Regions from separate parts of the Pan troglodytes genome. Here region 1 is linked to region 2. The links are chromatin contacts, called in public HiChIP or PLAC-seq maps. All regions are on one chromosome and are shown on one strand. Each heading gives the region's core, a stretch centred on a gene start, on an enhancer-like site or on the middle of the called end of the contact. The rest is flanking DNA. Distances are from core to core; before and after follow the strand shown.

Region 1 (2,844 bases), core at 264-2,763, 300 kb after region 2:
GTAGTTGGGGGGGGGGGGAGACCTCAGTGGGGGAGGAGAAGGAGTCACCTGACCCTAAGGAGAGCTGGAAAAGGGAGGGTGTAGTATTCGCCTGGATTTTCCAGGCCATAAAATTTCAAAGCAGCTCATGTCTATTATATGTTCATCTTCCGTTTGGTCAGGGGCTCGGATGCCTGGGTTCCTGCTCCCCCATCTACTACTTTCTCTTTTTTCCTAGGTCTTCGTCTCTCTCAAGTCCACCTGCAGTAGGGGTGGGCGAATAAGGGATGGAACACTAAGGTTTGAGTAGCCAATGAGTGTCCTTAGCCCCCAGCGCAATGGAGTTGAGCTCTCCGAGCTCGGTCAGTATCAAGAAGGCACAGCTTTTCCGACCCCTTGGGATACCCGGTCTGAGACAGGGGTCAGGATGGAAAGGGTGCCAGCTGGGCTGCCAGGAGGTGTACAGGGCTCTGGGACCCTATTCTTGGGAGAAAGCACACAGTTCTCTGCAGGCGGTTGGGCACGTTGCGAACGGAGCACGGAGTGGGGAGTTACCGCCAGGGCCACTGGGAAGCAGAGAGCACTGCAGTCCAGCTGGGGCTGCGGGGGTCCTGCAGCCTCCCGATTCTGTTCTCCAGCCTCCCCACCACGGCTTTTCAGGACAGAGTCACTGCCCAGCCCCAGCTTCCCCGGACTCCAACAAGGATCTTTTTAGCATACTGGGGGTGGAAGGCACTATCTCGAAACCCGCCCCATTTCCCCCGCCCCAACCTCCGGGAACTAGGCGTGCATACAACTTTGCAGCCCATCTCCACCGCTCGGAAAACTTCTATGAAGTAGCCCCCGCTCCCTAATTCGTCAAGTTTTCGCAGAAAAAGCTTCCGGGCCGGGGCAGCAGGGAGCGCCCCGCTTGGAGCAGAAGGCGCCCTTCGCGGGGCCAGAGCCAGCACCCCACTGCTCGCGCCCCGCAGCCCACTTACTCTCCTGGGCCATGCTAATGACGGTCTCGGTGGTGGCGTGGTACTCGTCCTCCTCCAGGAAGTCCTCGGGCTGCAGCGCGTCGCCCTGGAAGTCGTGTAGGTCCAGGATCTGCTGCAGCGGCGGCGCCTTGGGCAGCAGCTGCTTCACCACCTCGCGGCTGATGTTGGGCGCCTCCTTGAGCCGCAGTTTGCTCAAGATCTGCGACTTGATGCTCTCTAGGCGCAGCTCGCGGCTGTGCTGCCGCCAAACGCACACGGGGCAGCCGTCCGGCTCGGGCGCCACGGACGGGGCTGGCCGGCTGGAGCGCTCCCCCCCGACCCCCGCCGCTGCCGCCGCCGCCGCCGCCGCCGCCGCCGCCGCGGGGCCCTCGGCCGCCTCCCCCCGGGGCCGCAGCTCCAGGGCGAGGAGCAGGAAGCCCAGCAGCAGCGGGGCCGCGAGCACCATGCTGGAGGGGAGGGGAGGGAGGACTGGGGGGCGGGGACGCCGGAGTCCCGCGGGGAGGGGGCGGAGGGAGGAGGGAGGAAGGAGGAGGGGGTCCGGGCGGCGCGGGATTGGGGGCTGCCCGGCCGAGGGGGGACCCGGGGGGCCGGGGGCGGCGGGCGCGCGGGCGGGGCGGGCGGGCGGCCGGGGCGGGCGGCTGGGGGGGCCCGAGCCCGGGCCAGGCCCTTTATAGCCCCGGCCCCCGTGTCGTCAGCGGCCGCGATTGGCTGCGGAGCCAACAAAAGAGGCAGCGCTGTCATCCGAGGCGAGAGAGGGAGCCGGAGAGAGCCGAGGAATAGAGAGAGGGAGGGAGTGAGGGAGCAAGGGCCAGAGAGAGATGAAGAGACAGAGATATGAGGGGGCGGGGGGCGGATATAGAGGGAAAGTCAGAGCCAGAGAGACCAAGGAGAATCAGAGAGATAAAGGGGGAAGAGACAGAGATAGGAAAAGGAGGAGGAGAGAGGGAGAGACAAAGGAGGAAAAGAAGAGTCAGGGGGAAGACGCAGAGGTGAGAGACTTAGCTAGAGAGGGAAATTGTGTGTCTGTGGGAGACACAGAACCAAGAAGGAGGAAGACTGGGACAACTAGTGGGAGAGTTAGAGTGGAGACAAAAATGGGGAGAAGAGGGGTACCACTAGATAGGGGGAGACAGAGGTCTACAGAGCCAGACCAGAAGAGATCGGGGGTCATGGAGATGGGAACAGGGGCAGAGGAACAGAGGACAGACGAGTGCCCTGGGAAAGGGGTGGGGGTGGGGGGATGGGGGGGAGAGAAATCAGGATGGGGGAGGAGAGAGAGGGGCACAGACAGGGAGACACCAAGGGAGCCCCTGAGGAGGCAGGTGCAGGGGATTGGGGGTGGGGGAGAGGAAAGGCAGAAACTCCTGAGAGAAGGAGCCACAAGAGTCAGCCTTGGTGGGAGCACAGAGAGCCCAGGGGACAGAGGTGGAGAACTTGAGACCAGAGGAGCTCTAGCCACCAGAGGTAGCCCAAAGAAGATGCTCAAGGAAGCCATGGAAGGAAGCACCAGGCTAGGCTCATCAGAGGGATTAAGGGGACTAGGAGAGGAAGAGGTCAGGGACAACCTAAGAAGGTGGAGAGGTGATGGGAAGAACTGAAACAGAGGGAAGACATAGAGCTGGGAAGACTGTGAGCTTGAAACTGGGGCTTAACAGGGCTAAGGTAGTCAGCCGGCTGGAAAAGGCAGGAGCTAGAGGCCACTGGGGGAAGGGTGAGAGGAGATGGCTGGAGGCTGTTATACTTGGGGAGAAATCTAGATCTCTGGATTTCTAGCTATATCTTTGGATCTGCAGGGTCTTAGAAGTCTGAGAAGGGGCTGGAGGTTGCAAGGGTGAGCATGGGAAAGAAGTCTGCGCTCAGATGCACGAGATGAAATACAGATGTG
Region 2 (2,700 bases), core at 118-2,617:
CGTCAATTAAAACTAAACCTATTTAAATGCCTGTCGGGCACATAAAAGCACCCCCAAAGCACCTGTTCAGCCCAATACCTGAGCACATATGTATAACCCTCAGTTTTACAAGTGAATTAACATCCCACGTGAGTTCATCTTGACACCGCAAGGACCAGACTGGCATTCTAAATGCAATAAACCAATAATCCAGTTCCTTCTACACCTACACCCGCCCTAATGCCTACCCTGAACCTTGCTCTTTCTATAAAAGGAAAAAAAGCGATGTTCTTATTGCTCCAAACATCATCCTTGCACACCAAACTAGACGGCCTCCATTCTCGAAACGTTGAAGACATTCTTCCTCACCTGTATATTTTCACAAGTACTCAAATAATCAATAGCACAAGAATTGTCAAATTTACCAAGTTTCTAGTTTTTGCAATCTCGTAACCGAAACAGGCAAACCTTTACCTCAGAGTAAAGGCTGTGCACTCTATCACAAAGTCACCCTCTGCCCAGAAAAGAATCAAAACAGCAAACAAGAGAATTCTCTACCAGTAACAACCTTAAATACGTGGAAATTGCCTGAGAGGCTCCAAAGAACAGAGCCTGCAGAAGGGCGAAGTTGGGCGAAGGCTTTAAGATACTGGGATCCTCACACAGTTCGCGCCGGTGACCCACTTACCATCGAAGACGCTCGCTTCAGAAATGTCCCTGACTGCTGCGGCCTCCACTATGTTTCGAATGACGAATTTCTTAATGGCCTTGTCCTTGGGCACGCATCGGGCACAGTTAGTGCAGCGAATAGGCTGCACGTGGCCGCGGCCCTTTTTGGCACGACCGTTGTTCCTTCTTTTCTTTGTCTGCGACAGGATGGGAAAACTGTTAGGAAGACGGCGCAACTCACCCAGCCTCAGTCCCTTTCCGGCCACAAGCCGCACAGGCAGCCTCCAGGAAGACGCCGCCCGGATCTCCTGTTTCTCCGCAAATGCCGCCGACCCCCAGAGCAAATGAAATGTACACTCGGTCCACCCCTCAGCCGTGCTCCAGGCTCTCACTTGCCCACAATCCCAGAGTCTGCACCCGAACCCCCACCCTCACCACGCAAGAAGACTCACCATCTTGGAGGCACGGACCGGAGAGAGGAGGCGGTGCCTGGCAGGGCCCTCTTATATAGCATGAGATCCCTACGCGCACACCGGGAGAATCCTTAGGAGACGGGCTTCAAGAACGGCAACTCACTTTACTCAAATATTCCTTTACATTCAGCATTTCTGCTGAAATCTAGGGTGGAAATGCGTTCCTAGTGTTTATTTATCCATGGAACAAAGTGCACATGGGACTATTTAGCCGGATGGCGGAAGAAAATCGAGGTTATGTGTCTCCCAGCAAGCCTTGCGCCGCGCCGACTCGGAAGCAATTCTGGACGATGCAATTTTCCGGTATACGCGACGCTATGCGTGAAAGTTGCCAGACGCTGGACCACAAGGCGCACTCGTTATTAGAGGCCAGAGAGGGAGAGATGCTTGGTGGGAATTGTAGTGCGAAGCCAAGAGGCTCCCCCTCCCCCCCTTCCCCCCTGCCCCAAGTGCTTAGACCGAAGGCGGCGCTGCGCCACCGGGGGACGCCCTGGGCTCATTTCTCTGACAGTCCTTCTACTAGGTAGGTGTAGGATTACGAAGAGGAAGGCCTGAGAGGAAACAAGCATTTTGTGAATCCCTCCTTCCAATATGGAGAAAATCCCACAATGAAGTGCATTGAGGCTGGGGCTATTTCTCATTCATCTTTTTATCTCTGGCACAGTGCCTGGCCCTGTGGTAAGCGCCTTTATAAATATTAACTCATTTAACTTTGAGCAAGCCTATAGGTAGCTACTATTATTATCCTCACTTTAAAGATTGAAGAATTTAGCCCGGCCTGGTGGTGGGCGCCTGTAATCCCAGGTACTCAGGAGGCTAAGACAGGAGAATCTTGAACCTGGGAGGCGGAGTTTCCAGTGAGCCGAGATCGCGCCACTGCACTCTAGCCTGGGTAAAAAGATCGAAACTCTGTCTCAAAAATAAATAAATCAATTAAAAAAAAAAGATTGAAGAACTGAGGTGCAGTAGGTATTCTGGCTCCGCTGTACTATGCTGTATGTCACCTAACAAATGGATGGAGGAATAGCCTGGACTAATGACTTAAACGTTTTTCACCCAGATCCATAGCACGAATACATTTTACATTGGTACCCAGTACACACACAAACACGATTACATGCACATGCAAAACTGAAACACAAGCTTTATGAAACGATACTTACCCTTGTCATAGGTGTGCTGGTATGTTCTATTCTTTATTTTTACTTAATCTTTCTGTTCTCTATTTTAATAAATGCTGATCAAAAACCACGAAAATTATTTCACCACTCATTGGTGAATCTGACCCCTAATTGAAAGATTATGTGTAAGCTCCATTTACCTCTGAAGAGCCATCGGAAAGACTTAAGCCTTAGGCTGGGTGCAGTGGCTCACGCCTGTAATCCCAACACTTTGGGAGGCCAAGGCAGGCGGATCACCTGAGGTCAGGAGTTCAAGACCAGCCTAGTCAACATAGTGACACCCCACCTCTACTAAAAATACAAAAATTAGGCCTGGTGGCGCACACCTGTAATCCCAGCTACTCGGGAGACTGAGACAGGAGAATTGCTTGCACCCGGGAGGCAGAAGGTGCAGTGAG

Evidence for each region. HiChIP or PLAC-seq counts read pairs in DNA pulled down with a chosen protein or histone mark.
Region 1: a contact with region 2 is called in an H3K4me3 HiChIP or PLAC-seq map of stem cell-derived excitatory neurons, with 2.7 times the contacts expected there. The contact joins the promoter of GDF11 here to the promoter of RPS26 in region 2. A contact is called at or near these places in 1 of 7 Hi-C or Micro-C datasets (stem cell-derived neural progenitor cells) and 1 of 1 datasets of contacts at active chromatin or transcription factors (stem cell-derived excitatory neurons).

The regions. Positions count from the first base shown.
Region 1 is chr10:40,267,006-40,269,849 of NHGRI_mPanTro3-v2.0_pri, forward strand. It overlaps GDF11 (growth differentiation factor 11), which reads right to left and starts at 1,514. Exons shown (of 4, transcript XM_016923257.4): 1 at 960-1,514. The coding sequence starts at 1,404.
Region 2 is chr10:39,970,116-39,972,815 of NHGRI_mPanTro3-v2.0_pri, forward strand. It overlaps RPS26 (ribosomal protein S26), which reads right to left and starts at 1,368. Exons shown (of 4, transcript NM_001252589.1): 1 at 1,101-1,368; 2 at 668-845. The coding sequence starts at 1,103.